5 separate regions of the Mus musculus genome follow, and regions 1, 2, 4 and 5 are each linked to region 3. Evidence: chromatin contacts called from public promoter capture Hi-C data. All regions are on one chromosome and are shown on one strand. The core of a region is the stretch at or near the end of the contact, and the rest is flanking DNA. Distances in the headings are between cores, read along the strand shown.

Region 1 (2,700 bases), core at 126-2,625, 820 kb after region 3:
CATTTGTGTGTGCACCACATGTGCCCCATAGCCAAGGAAGTCAGAAAAGTGTATTCCAATCCCCTGGAACAAAGCAGGATTTAGGGAAGGTTGCAAGTCACCAACTGTGTGCTGGGAACCAATCCAGGTCCCTCTGCAAGAGCAATAAGTGCTCTTACCTGTGAGCCGCCTCTCCAGCCCGAACGAGGCTTTAACTTTAAAAAGTGTCCTTTAACGCTATGTCTGGCTCCACTGTTATCTCCTGTTTTGAAAACTTCTGCCTCAGACTATCATGTCATGTCGCCTGTCAAGCTTCTACTCCAGAGGGTTACAGAACTGCCTCTAGTTACATCCTATGTAAGAGGATGCATCTGAGATGTCTGAATTTCTTTCTTTTCAGCCACCAGGAGCTATCCATCAAGTCTCCCCACTCTGAGTTGTCAGTTTCTCAGTGCTGTCTATGCTAAGTGCACACTACCACTGAGCCACACTTCCAGTACCACCAACGGAGTCTTTGATGTCATCCCTAAACTGACTCTATCCTGTTATCCGTATCCTCTTAGCTTGATCTCCAGTCCAACTGTTGGGATTTACTGATTCTGTGCAGAAAGAGCAGCAAATGTGCTCATGAGATTAACAAAAGACCCAAGAGCATTTGTAGCAGTTACAGTATTCTGTTCATAATAGTCTTTTTCCGATTTACTGTATATGTGTGACCACTTTGCCTGCATGTACATCATGCACGTCTAGCCAGAAATGGGCCATCTTCGGGGTGAGACTTGGGGCAATCACTTACTTCCCAGATATACAGATTTCTAAGAGGAATCAGAACTTTCCTCCAGGAGTGAGGCTAGGTCGTCTTTTTTAGGTTCCTCACATCACTATGAAAACTCTTGTCTCTCCCCTTAGTGGGCATTCTCCCGATGTAACTAGCCCAGTGGTTTCCTGGTTTTGACTTCGGGCCGGTTAGGGGGCCTCTCACCTCACTCCTCTCAGCCCGGGACAAACCGCACTAGGCTGGGAGCGCATTTCTGCTGCTGTCTGGTCTCCCGCCCACCAGCAGCCCTGAGGCTCGGCCCGGGTAGCGTCCTCAGGCTGAAGAGCGGCGCAGGGGGCGGGCGTCGCGGACTCTGGTCACCCGCGCCCAGCTCTCCCTCCATGGTGCCCGGCCCTCGCACAGGCCCCTCGGCTCACCTGCAGCTGAGGGTAGCACCCAAGGCGCCCCGGCCACCAGCACCAGGGCCGCCGCGCCCACGACAGCGAGCATCGTCTTGGGAGGCCGGGCGGCGGCTCACATTCTCCTCCTTCTCCTCAGCAGCACCGCGGAGCTGGAGACTACCTCTGGGCAGCTAGGCCCTCCGCGACGCCCCGCCCCCTCCAGCGCCCCGCCCCTTCCGTGAACGCCCCCGCCCCTCCACCCAGCACAGCTTCTCCGCTGACGCCACGCTCTCTCCGCGAGCAAGCGGCTCGGAAAGTACCGGGCGCGGTCCAGTCAAGGCCTGGGGACTTTGAGGTCCCTGCCACGCTCCGCCCCCACTTCCGGAAAGACTGCCCAGCATTGTCCTTAGACTCCTGAGAGGAAAGCGGGGTGCAGTCAGTGCGCCTGCGCAGCCCCTCCTCCTTCCGGGCTCAGCTTCCTGTTTTTGTCCGGAGGGGGTTCGGAGGCGTTGCCCCGGGGGTTACTAGTCCACTGGCTCGAATCCTGGTGTGGGGATCCCTGGAGGCCGTGGATCAAATGACTCTGGGACCTGGAAGGCGCCGGCAACACTTTTATCTCAACTGCACAAGATCTTTATACTTGATTCCCTGATTTTGTGGGATGGTTTGCTGTTGTGACTCGCTCAATCTTTGGGTTTTGAATTATGCAGCGTTTGGATCTTTTGTCTAATAATGTGGTTTTAGGCTGGTTTTATGTGTATGAGTGTTTTGCATGCATGCATGCATGCATATATGTGCACCGTACATATATGCGTGCCTGGTACCCATGGAGGCCAGTAGAGCGCAGATACCCTGGTATTAAAGTTACTGATCTTCCGAGCTACCATGTTTGTACGCCAGTCCTCTGCACGTGCCCTTAAACCACTGAGCCCTCTCTCTACCCCCTTAACTCCGTCTCTGTCTGATTACTATCTTATAAAGAAACTTATTTGTTGGGCCGGGCGTGGTGGCGCACGCCTTTAATCCCAGCACTCGGGAGGCGGAGGCAGGCGGATTTCTGAGTTCGAGGCCAGCCTGGTCTACAAAGTGAGCTCCAGGACAGCCAGGCCTATACAGAGAAACCCTGTCACGAAAAACCAAAAAAAGAAAAAAAAAAAAAAAAAAGTAAGAAACTTATTTGTTATGCCGGGCGTGGTGGCACATGCCTTTAATCCCAGCACTTGGGAGGCAGAGGCAGGCGGTTTCTGAGTTCGAGGCCAGCCTGGACTAGAGAGTGAGTTCCAGGACAGCCAAGGCTCCACACACAAACCCTGTCTCAAAAAAAAAAAAAAGAGTTCCTCTCTGCTTCCTCACCATCATTCGTCAGATTTCTTGTCAGCCATTCTGACTAGGGTGGGGTAGAATGGCAAAGCAGTGTCAGTGTGCATTTTGCTGGTGGCTCAGGACATTAAGTTCTTTAAAGATAGTTACTGGGTGCATATTTCAGCGTTTGAAAACTGTGTTCGATTTATTGGGCCATTTGTTCCTGGTAGATTCATTTCCTTATTTTCTGAAGTTCTTTAT
Region 2 (2,700 bases), core at 122-2,621, 550 kb after region 3:
CTAAGAAGGCTCAAATGGGATAAATGCCTGATTCGAATACTTACAGAGTTTGGAGAAAGCTGTGAAAATGTGTCTCATTTCAAGGGGTCAGAAAGCCGTGCACAAGGGCACTCTTCAGCGGGAAAGTCCAACCAGCAAACAGGACCAGAAGCACCAGAGCACGAGGTCTGACTGACGCCTATAGCTCACCCTCACTTCTCAGCCAACCCCTAGGGCTGACTAGCTAGCTAGGGCCCCTGCCCAGCCCAACCCCTTCCCCAACCTCTCAGTGCAGTACTACGATGAGGTAAGGGGTAGGCTTTGCAAGTAGAAATGCCACGCAAACATTGCCCGAGAGCTGCATTAGGCAATGTTTGTAAGAAAAAACACACACCCTAGTGCTAACAGGGCAGACATTGTGAGTCCAAAGGCCATATGTGCCACCTACCAGCCTCTACAGTGAGGTTGAGCTACTCAACTATATTATACTCTGGATATAAAATGAAAGTGACAGTACCTGTTCTGCCATTTGGGGGACAACTACCCGCAGAATTATCTAGAATACTGCCTAGGCATGAGAAATAGTAAATATTAGTTGTCACTGTCATATTTAAAATATATTACACACTTTAAAAGTTTGAGGGGCTAAGTATGGCAAAGTTAATGTAAAATGTGTTCTTGCCTAAACAAGAAATGATGATGTCCTGAAAAGAACACTGGGTTACAAACCTAGTCACTCCTGAGCAGTAACAAAGTCATCTGGCTCTGTTTGCATAGACTGGAGATCCCAAAGAGCACACACACACACACACACACACAGACACACACACACACACACACACACACACACACACACAGACACACACAGACACACACATACACACACACACACACACACACACAGACACACACATATACACACACACACACACACACATATACACACACACACACACATACACACACACACACACATATATACACAGACACACACACACACACACACAGACACACACACACACAGACACACACACACACACACAGACACACACACACACACACACACACAGACACACACAGACACACACAGACACACAGATACACACACACACAGACACACACACACACACAGACACACACACACACACACACACACAGACACACACACACACACAGACACACACACAGACACAGACACAGACACACACACACACACACACACACACACACACACACAGACACACACACACACGCACACACACACACACCAGCACCTAAACCACTGGCCACAAAGGGACGGAGTTGTTACTTTTTGGAGAGCTGCCAGTGTACTGGGTGAAGGGGAGTAGCAGCAAGCACTGTTATGTATAGAGCAAGGCGAGCCCGCAGGCTGCTTCCGGCTAGCCCCTGGGGACCAGTCTGCATTGCTATGATGTTGTTGCACTAAAAGCAGATGTCAAAACCTTCACAGCCTGCTTTCTTTTCTCACCTTTTCTAGGGGTTATAAGACAAGAATGATGAAATATTTCATTGAACTGAAAAGATTTCCTAAAATGACCCAAACTAAGGTTAAAGTAAGTTATTTTAGGAAACTCAGCGCTACAGTAAGCTAGGAATAAGCATCATGTTACACTCCTGTCCTTTATTGAATAACGATGTAGCACACATAAAACTCACCACTCTAGCTCAGTGACATTTAATACGTGCACCAATGATGTGCAACAATCACTTCCAGAACCTGGAAGGGAGCCCCAACACAGTGCCGCTGTGAACGCTCACTTTCATGTGAACACCTGCTTTCTATTTTGCTGCCTGTGTGCGTAGGAATGAATTTGCAGGGCCATATGATAACTCCGTATTTAACTACTGACAAGCAAGCGCTTGCTTTCTGCTTGCTTTGTCGAACACTGACACTCCCACCAACAGCCTGTGAGGTGAGGACTCTGCTTGGCTAGCATCCAGGCCAGCACTTGGCACCTTCCTTTTGTTATTTAAACAGTAGCCATCCTAGTGAGAAGTGCAATCTTGTTTCCATCATGTAGAGCATCTTTCACGAGTTTGTTGTCCATTTGTTTATTTTCTTTGGAAAAATGCCTATTCATACCTCTCCCCACTTTTTAACTTAGCTGTTTATCCTTTTAATGTTGACTTGCAAGCACTGTGTCCAGTATTTTCTGAGTCAGTGGACCGCTTGAAGCCTATCATGCAGCTAGCTGGCCCTCTTCTTTCTTCCAAGCTTAAAGGAAAAGGCAGTTCTTCCAGATAACGAACAACTGAGGAGCAATGTGAGGCCTGATAATCTACCTGCAAGTAAGAAATACACAATACCTCCCATTTTTGTCTTAAAGCCCACACTCCAGGCATGTATTAAGGTGATGGTGAGACTGTCATTTCCTATGCAGAGGCTCTGTGCTAACTGCCTGACCACCCTTACAACAGCATGACCAGAACGCCATCAGTCCTGTTGGTGAGGCAGGGACACCGCACAGTTAAACATGCCAAGGCTGCAAAGAAGCTGCAGTTTCTTCCCTCTGCCACCTCTCACACCTTTTGAGCTTGAAATGGTAACATGCCTTGCCCCATCACTTGAAATTAGGTCTGTGTGGGAAAATACCAATAGCCATACTGCTGACTGTACAAGTCTTTTAAGTAAACTGTTGGTTCTAGAAGTTGTTCTGTTAGATAGATAGATAGATAGATAGATAGATAGATAGATAGATA
Region 3 (2,700 bases), core at 7-2,506:
GTCATCTAAGGCTACAGAGAAAGACTGAGCTGGAGGCCAATCTCAGATGCACAGAATCCTGCCAAGGAAGGAGAAAGAGAAGAAAAAGAGAAGAGGAAGAGAAGGAGGAAAAAGTAAAAGCAAAGGGGAATCTGTACTGCTATGGAGTGGGTGGGGTGGGTAGAGGAGAGCGAAGGGCCCAGAGCAGCCAGGTTCATTTTCACCCACTACTTTAAATTTCAAGGCAGCTTGCAAGCTTTCTGCAAATGGGGATAACCAAGAAAGCTAAACATAGCAGTGAGCTGTCTGCTCTGATATCACGGACTCCTGGTGCCATTCAGAAGCAAGCAGCAGCTGGCAGCAGAGGGTGAGCCAAAGCCACTGGGGTAAGGACAGCTGGAGGCCATTAAAATATATGAAATGCAGGGAGCTGTCCAGGCTTAACCCTTAACGACAGAAAATAAAACTGTTTGTAGTTTTGATCTTTATTGCAAAGTATCCTGCCAGGTTTTATTCTAGAAACAAAGAAGACATTCACTCACTTTGATTATACCAATTTAAACGACGTGGACAATAGTCTGCTCACAAGCTCCGTGTGCTCCTTGGCGAGGCTAACAGAGTCGAGGGTGCACCTATCTCAGCATATAATGCACTCACCTATCCTAGCAGCTTGTGTCAACTGTCTGAAGCCGTTTTCACTCCCAGTCTCTACCCCTTTCACTCCAATTCCTCAGCCAACCATTTAAAGTATCGGTAGGTTCAAATCGCCATGACCCCTGGACCTCACTTAGCCCACTCAGCACAGGCCTTGGTTTTCAAGAAACCCAGAAGCACCTTATCCGGGTGGGTGGCCAGATTCCAAATTTCAAGGCTTTGGGGAGCCTGTGAGTTATGGTGCACTTCCCTACTAGATGAAACGACACGCCTTGTTTAAGCAACTTTGGCGCCTTTGCGATCTGGGGCACCACAGGATCAAACGGGGATTTGCTATCCCTGGATACTTGGGAGTGCCCAGTCCCAGGTTCTCGCCCCCAGGCATTGCCTCCACGGGGGTGGGGGGTGGGTAGAAGGCCAGGAGTTATCATCGCTCCCTTCCTGCGTCACCAAAACAAGGCGACAAGACTATTAGAGTTCCCAAGGGCTATGTAGCCGTAGGCAGCAAGTGTCATCATGGGAGAAACAAGAACGCGGGATGACCAAGGGATTCCCCAGAGCCCCAAAGACTCACACACTTACACTCAGGGCGGCGGGGCCTCCTCGCTTGCTGCTCACAAACCACGACTCCCACAATCCCGTCGTGAAAACTACAAGTCCCGAAATGCACCGCTCGGAACGGAAGCGCCATCTTGAAAGGCACCACTTGATACGCAGGCGCAGTGGCTTTAGGGCGCCCGCAGATTCGCTAGTATTAAGGAGCGTGTTTCTCCAAGCGCAGGCGCTATGGGCTTCAGGCCAGTTGCGCAGGAATCTGAGGCTACTGCAGAAATCCAAGTAGGAACCCTGAGGGTGGTCCGCAGGGGTTAGGGTTCGGCCTAGGACCCTTTGTTCATGTCCACTGGTCATTGACTCCTGTTCTATACAGCTGAAGACAATAGGTCCCAGGTTTTTTGTTTTGTTTTCCAGGCTTAGCATTCCTCCAAGGGGACAGACAAGAAGAATGCATCCCGGTTGAGATAACCGATAGATACCCAGATTTTAGGTTCCCAGTTTCATTTCTAGCCAGTGAATCCCCAAAGTGCCGGGTGGGGAGACGCAGACAGCAGCCCTGTCCAAGGCTCTGGAGAGGCAAAGTTCTCACCGAGACCTCCACCTCATCTCCCTCTTCTGTGGAGGGGGGAGCGGATGCCCGGTGCTGACACTAATTGCGGGGTGAATTCTTGGACCCAAGAAAGTTAGCTTCAGATCTCATCATGCCTCTTTGTGGAGATGAAGTTGAAAATGTTAGCGTGCAGAGGGTTTCACAGACCTGGTTGTGCTAACAAGAGAATATCACGTTGAGACTGTCGTTTAATTTAACTCTACAAGGCCTATAAAAGGACACACTATAATTGTAATATTTCACAAATGATGAAACGGAAACACAAAGGATTTTTTTTTCTTTCCCGAGGCTGAGGCCAGCTCGTGCCAGACCTGGGGCTCGCCATAAGTTGCGAGACTGGGATCAGCCCCTATCACCTGTTCCTTTTGCAATAGCTTTGAATCTGCACTGAAGTACTACTCAGATGTGTAGAACTAGCAGACTAAGCAGAAAGACTCTAAAGGGAACATGGATAGAAAAACAACAGCAACCCAGCTGTTTGACTTGGCATTTTCATTTAGAAAGCTTTGGTTGAAGTTGATACTGGAGGGAGAAGCTGGGGTAAATGGATCAACAACTGGATGCCCATCCAACTTGTTAGTTATCTCCTGTTAACACAACAAAATGCTTGACAGAAGCAGCTTAGGTTATCTAGACTAGGTGAGTAGAGTCCACAGCTGGGAGGAGAGTGATGGAGGCTTGACCTCTCTTGGTCTTCTCCTTCAGGTTCCATCCAGGATCCCAGCCCAGGGAATGGTGGCACCCATTTAGAATGTTTTCCCACCTCATGTAACCCAATCTATATAATTCCCACAGGCATTCCCAGAGGTGTGGCTGTTACCCTAGTCTAGATCCTGTGATGTTGCCCATATTAACTACCACATAAAGATGTAGCATTTCTCCTGTTCCCCCTAAGTAAAATT
Region 4 (2,700 bases), core at 96-2,595, 680 kb after region 3:
TGAAGGTTGTGCTGAGTCAGCAAGCCCGGGCGATGGGCTAACACTTTTCAGGCAGCACAGCCAAACTCCCACAATGCTTGGCTCTCATGATGGTCACAACAGAATACTATTTAGACACATTGAGTGTGAGCGGCTACTATATACACATTAGTTATTCAAGATTGAGATAGCCCAACCTGTAAAGACTCTACCTTCATTCAAGCTTGACCACCAGGATCCACACGACAGAAGCAGACAACCAACTCCACCAGTAGAGACCACAGCATACAAAACACGAAACTACACATACAAAACATAACCGGTGTAATAAGATTTTCAAAGCCAGATGTGGCACGCACCTTTCATCTCAGCGCTTGGGAGGCAGAGGCAAGTGGGTTCAAGGCCAGCCTGGTCTACAGAGTTTCAGACTAGACTGGCCTCAAACTCACAGAGATCCACCTGACTCTGCCTTTATATGCTGGGATTAAAAGTGTGCCGCTAATTTTTTTAAAACTGTATCTTTAGGATGGAGTGCGGTGACATGTCTTTAACCATTCAAGAGACAAGAGGCAGGGAATCCCAGCACTTGGGAGGCAGAAGCAGGTGGATTTCTGAGTTCAAGGCCAGCCTGGTCTACAGAGTGAGTTCCAGGACAGCCAGGGCTACACAGAGAAACCCTGTCTCAAAAAAACCAAATAATAATAATTAATAAAAATAAAATAATAAAGAATAAAATAAAACCAAAGACACATTTTTCCCTTCTTTTCCAACCCCTGGCTATGTGCGGTGCTCAATGGGGTGAGGTATCGTACAATACGCAGAGCCCTGACAGAACTTGCCTTGCATGCATAAGCCCTTGGTTTTATATCCCCAACATTCCATAAACAAGTAGCAATTTTACTGTGTAATCCCAGCACCTGGAAAACGGAAGCATGGAGGATGTGCAACCCAAAATCCCTCTTTACTACATAGCGAGTGTGAGGCCAGCCTGGGCTAAGGGAGACAGTGTCAAAAAACAAGAGCCATCCACCCAAACAAACTTGGCTGGGCCAGGCAGTGGTGGCGCACACCTTTAATCCAAACTTGGTTGAAGGAAAGACCATCTTTCTAGGCTTAAAGAAGCCTACTGACGGTGCAGGTGTCCCATAGAGGCAAACGGCCTAATCTTCCTCCATTTAAAACAATTTACTGAGGTCAGTGCTCTTCAAATTACATACACGTTGGGGTCACAAATCTATCACAAGCCATAACTCCTCTCCAGGCCCTAATGCCTCTACTCTGCACCTGCCGGAGAACTACATTTCCCACAATCCAAATCGGCCGAACCCTGCCCTCGAAAGCGGGTAGAGGCGGGGCCTATCGCCCCCGGCACAACAACAAGCGTCCAGGGGAGTCTGTCCTCTGTTCCGTGGGGGATGGTTTTATAAGAAAGAGATCGCTGTCCCTGGTGAGGGAAACTACCTGTCGTAGTAAGGTATGAAGAAAGGCTCTGCAGTGTAGCGCGGCAGAGGGTCCAGTAGCCGAGACAGGGACGGAGCGGGCCACGCGTGCTGCGCAAAGGCGCAGCTTGAGCTTCGAGCCGCTGAACCCCCATCACGTCTGTGAAGGTGAGTAGGGGGTGCAGCGGACCGACACTCTTCTGAGGCACCCCTCACCACGGTGAGCATAACCACCGGCATCCCAGACAACTCTAAAATCCACTGACCCCTATATTGTGACATCGGGCTACCATGACTTCTAAAACGCACCTTACATTCAAAGGATCAGTAATCCTCCAGTAAGTACTCCGTTGCCTTTCGTCAGTGTTCAGTATCTTTTTCCACAGGACCATGCGTTTTTAAATACAGCAAAAGCTCTCTCACCCTTTATCGCCCTTCCTTGCCCTGGCACCTAGCAAATAGCGAGGTGCAGACCTTAAAGTCGCTTGCATTCTTGATTCTCAGTCCCATCTGGTGTCCCACTGAGTACCGGTCTGTATGTTCCCTGTTTGATATGCAGCAAGTTAGATACTTGGAAATGGTGACGACCATTCTACACTGTATGCAAAACAAAACAACAACACAAATTGTGCTCAGGGAAATGTGTAATTTGCTGAGTATAGCTAAGCCAAGTGTGGGGCTTGGATGCTCTCCTTTAGTCCCAGCACTCAGGAGACAGAGGCAGGCTGACCTCTGTGAGTTCAAGTCCAGCCTGGTCTACATAATGAGTCCCAGGACAGCCAGGGCTATGTAGAGAGACCCTATCTCAAAAACAAACAAGCAAAAAGCAGTTAAGCTTTACTGTGCCCCAAACCTAACCATTTGCAGTACCTGGTAATGTAAGTTCTTTGGTTAACCTTAAGAGTTGCTTAACCTTCTGGACCCGTTTTCTTATAAAATGAGAAAATTAGGTTAGATGAGTTTTAACAACTTTCTAGATCTAAAATTCTGTGCATTGGATCCGGGCGGAGGTATGCATGTCTTTAATCCCAGAACATGGAAGGCAGGGGCAGGTGGATCTCTCTATGTTTGAAGCCAGCCTGGTCTCCAAAGTGAGTCCAGAACAACCAGAGCTACACAGAGAGAAACCCTGTCTTCAAGCAGTAGACTTCAGTTCCTGTCACACTATGTGATAGCCAAACATCACTGTCATTTTCTAGCTGCACCAAGAAAAGTCATAGATACTTATATATTCTTGTTTAGCAACATTGTTACAAAGAACTGACTTTCTTTTTTATATACA
Region 5 (2,700 bases), core at 140-2,639, 700 kb after region 3:
CCAGTAGTTTTGAGACAGGACCTCACTTCAGCTTGATCTTTTGTTTTGTTTTGTTTTGTTTTGTTTTTGTTTTTGTTTTTTTCGAGACAGGGTTTCTCTGTATAGCCCTGGCTGTCCTGGAACTCACTTTGTAGACCAGGCTGGCCTGGAACTCAGAAATCCACCTGCCTCTGCCTCCCAAGTGCTGGGATTAAAGGCGTGCGCCACCACGCCCGGCTCGGTTTGGTCTTGAATTTGCTGTGTAATCCAGTCTGACTGGAAATAGAAATATGCTTGAGACCATGATCATACCCAAGCTGAGACATTTTGGAATGCAGGGATCACAGGCATGTATCACCACACCTGTTTATATGATGCTTGGGATACAAGCCAGAGCCTTATGTATTTAAGGCTAAATAATGTACCAACTGAACTACATTCCCTAGCTCTGGGACAGATACCTAAAGATGTTCCCTTCTGCTGCCCCTCTTGCTTGTTAGTGTGTGTGCATAATCCCATACTCCAAAAAGGAATTTATGCAGTGAATATTTATTGAATACCTAAATCCTAGATTATATACAAGAACTACAGGAGTAACAGGATCCAGGATGTCATTTGTGACAGTTACGTGACACAAAAATCTTTTTGCTTTACTCTATCTAGGTGAAGTGTGTTTTTACCTTCAATGTAGTAGTAACTTGGACTTTGCATCTTTCTTTAACTGCATTTATATTCTGTAGGAAATGTGGTTTTTGAAGTTATGCTGAAAAATCCAGAGGCAGTATCTCTAAAGGAGATAAGTAAAGATTTGCTCCCAAAACAAGCCAAAAATCTATTTGGATAGACGGAAAAAGGAATCAGGCTGAAATAGCTATGTAGCTTTGCTTTGCGGGTACCCTCAGAAAACCAGTACTGACTGGGATCCCTGGACCTGTAACTTCATCTTCTGAGGTCTTGGTTTTTGAACGTCTTGGAGTGCGTTCTCGACTCTCGGCAGCTGGTGAACAATGCTCAACTGCTGATATGCAAGAGGACCTTGCGTAATAGGCTTGGGTTCCCCGTACCGGTGCTCTCACCGATGCTGAGGCGCTTGAGTTTACACTACTACCGCAAACCGCAGCAGGAGAGGTCCGGACCTCAGCTCCAGGACGCAGGTAGAGCACCGCGCCAGCCCCGCCCTCAGGAATCAAGCCCCGCCCTCTATCTAATCGGTCGCACTATGATTGGTCTCCGCAGAGCGCACGGGTCCAGCCCCGTTCCGCCTCTGAGGTCCCGGTCCCGCCTCCAGGGGTTATGCCCCGCCCACGCAGGCCACTTGCTGCAATCCCATTGGTTCCTGCGGTGCGCACGGCGCCTCGCCCCCGCCCCACCGGCGCCCTGGCCTCCCGCCCGCCGCCGGCCCCCGGCTCCCGGACTGAGGTTGATCGGGCCGCTGCTTCCCGGACAGACGCGCGCCCTCGACGTCCCTGCTCCTGCCTGGGCTCGGTGTAGACTTCGCAGGTAGCCGGGTGAGTGCGGTTGGCAGGTCTCGGGTTTCTGTGATCTGCCGATCGAACGCAGGGCGCCGGCCCGGCGCGGCCTGAGGTTCTGTGGCGCCGCCCGTGTCGGTGCCAAGGAGCGCGCGGGCGACCGGCGGGGCCCGGCCTGCGCCCGCGTCCTCTCGGCGCCCCGTGGCCCTGACGCCGCCGTGACCCGCGCTCAGCCGAGGCAGGCCGCTCCGCCGCGCATCTCGTCCTGAGTCTGGGGAGGTCCCCAAGGCGATCGGTAGGGGATGGAGGTCCTGTGGGGCACCGCCGCAGCCGCCACCGAGGCCCCACGAGCGTCTGGGGACGAGCGACCCTCCCGTTTGCTCGGAGCCGTTGCCAGGAACTGTCCTTGTATCCTTGACTTTCCCCTCCATCCTGCAAGCGCTGGGGGGAGAGGGAGGAGAGGGAGGAGAGGGAGGAGAGGGAGGGAAGTCTTTGGGAATTCATCCTAAGTGGCGAGTGGCCTTTTCAGAGAAGTAGCAGAGCAGTGGTCGTTGTAGGCTAGGCCATTTTGGTCTTTAGCCAGTAAGTTGGTTTTCACCACTGGAAGGTACTTGAGCCTGAGAGGTGGGTAGATACGTGACCTTTCCGACCGTAGCAGCAGAGGGCTGGGCTCGCTCTTCCACCTTGCTGCTGCGATGGGAGGAGGGGCGTGGGAATTCAAACCTCTCGCTGGAGTAGATATGCTCACCCTCAACAACATCCACCCCCCTACCCCCCCGTGCATCCTTCGCGCTCCAACTCTTCACCCTATTTGTACCACAAATCCCATTTCTAGATAATTCCAGGGGCGCTTATTCCCAGGCTTCTCATCCTCCTTTCTCGTTTGTCTTTTCTACCTGTGTGCGGCTTCCAAAAACCAGAGCCAAGCAATTTAAACACTTAAACGAGCATAGTGTTCAAAGACTTCCTGATCCTAAAAATGAAACCCAGAGGTTAATTTGCATAGCGATGCTTCAAGAAAAGCAGGTTTAATCGGAACGGGGTGAGGATGTAGTTTTTTCCTCTTCAGGAGACACACCCTTTGATCCTCCCCATTCTTCCTCTATCAGCTAGACAGCAGCCTTCAACGCTATTGCGTTGTTTGGTTTTGGTTTTGGTTTTCTAAATTCACTACTGGGGTCAATTGATTAAAGAATCAATCTTGCTTAGTCCTTATGTGTCTTTTAATGTAATAAACATTGAAGAAGATTAT

The links. Promoter capture Hi-C pulls out the DNA fragments that hold promoters and counts their contacts. Capture Hi-C pulls out chosen DNA fragments and counts their contacts.
Region 1: a contact with region 3 is called in a promoter capture Hi-C map of liver, with 2.5 times the contacts expected there. The contact joins the promoter of Ifnar1 here to the promoter of Smim11 in region 3. A contact is called at or near these places in 4 of 39 promoter capture datasets (hippocampal neurons, liver, pre-B cells and 1 more).
Region 2: a contact with region 3 is called in a promoter capture Hi-C map of pre-B cells, with 2.1 times the contacts expected there. The contact joins the enhancer-like site here to the promoter of Smim11 in region 3. A contact is called at or near these places in 7 of 39 promoter capture datasets (3T3-L1-derived adipocytes, the C10 cell line, frontonasal cranial neural crest and 4 more), 3 of 484 Hi-C or Micro-C datasets (CD4 T cells, LSK cells and regulatory T cells) and 3 of 115 datasets of contacts at active chromatin or transcription factors (astrocytes, embryonic hindbrain and microglia).
Region 4: a contact with region 3 is called in a promoter capture Hi-C map of pre-B cells, with 2.9 times the contacts expected there. The contact joins the promoter of Dnajc28 here to the promoter of Smim11 in region 3. A contact is called at or near these places in 6 of 39 promoter capture datasets (3T3-L1-derived adipocytes, frontonasal cranial neural crest, hippocampal neurons and 2 more).
Region 5: a promoter capture Hi-C map of adipose tissue shows a contact between it and region 3, with 2.2 times the contacts expected there. The contact joins the promoter of Tmem50b here to the promoter of Smim11 in region 3. A contact is called at or near these places in 2 of 39 promoter capture datasets (liver and pre-B cells), 2 of 484 Hi-C or Micro-C datasets (CD8 T cells and embryonic stem cells) and 1 of 9 other capture datasets (adipose tissue).

The regions. Positions count from the first base shown.
Region 1 is chr16:91,483,890-91,486,589 of GRCm38.p6, reverse strand. It overlaps Ifnar1 (interferon (alpha and beta) receptor 1), which reads right to left and starts at 1,375. Exons shown (of 11, transcript NM_010508.2): 1 at 1,174-1,375. The coding sequence starts at 1,246.
Region 2 is chr16:91,745,397-91,748,096 of GRCm38.p6, reverse strand. All of the region lies in intron 1 of Itsn1 (intersectin 1 (SH3 domain protein 1A)), which reads right to left. Among named protein-coding and RNA genes, the nearest start is that of Itsn1, 17 kb to the right of the region's middle. Within about 2 kb of position 1,371, at least 102 of the 459 cell types and tissues checked have an H3K27ac peak or open chromatin away from gene starts, as enhancers often do. A contact at or near this core is called in liver and pre-B cells, where this site is marked.
Region 3 is chr16:92,299,859-92,302,558 of GRCm38.p6, reverse strand. It overlaps Smim11 (small integral membrane protein 11), which reads right to left and starts at 1,256. Exons shown (of 4, transcript NM_138743.2): 1 at 1,216-1,256.
Region 4 is chr16:91,617,644-91,620,343 of GRCm38.p6, reverse strand. Dnajc28 (DnaJ heat shock protein family (Hsp40) member C28) reads left to right here and starts at 1,345. Exons shown (of 2, transcript NM_138664.2): 1 at 1,345-1,586.
Region 5 is chr16:91,596,369-91,599,068 of GRCm38.p6, reverse strand. It overlaps Tmem50b (transmembrane protein 50B), which reads left to right and starts at 1,389. Exons shown (of 7, transcript NM_030018.3): 1 at 1,389-1,487.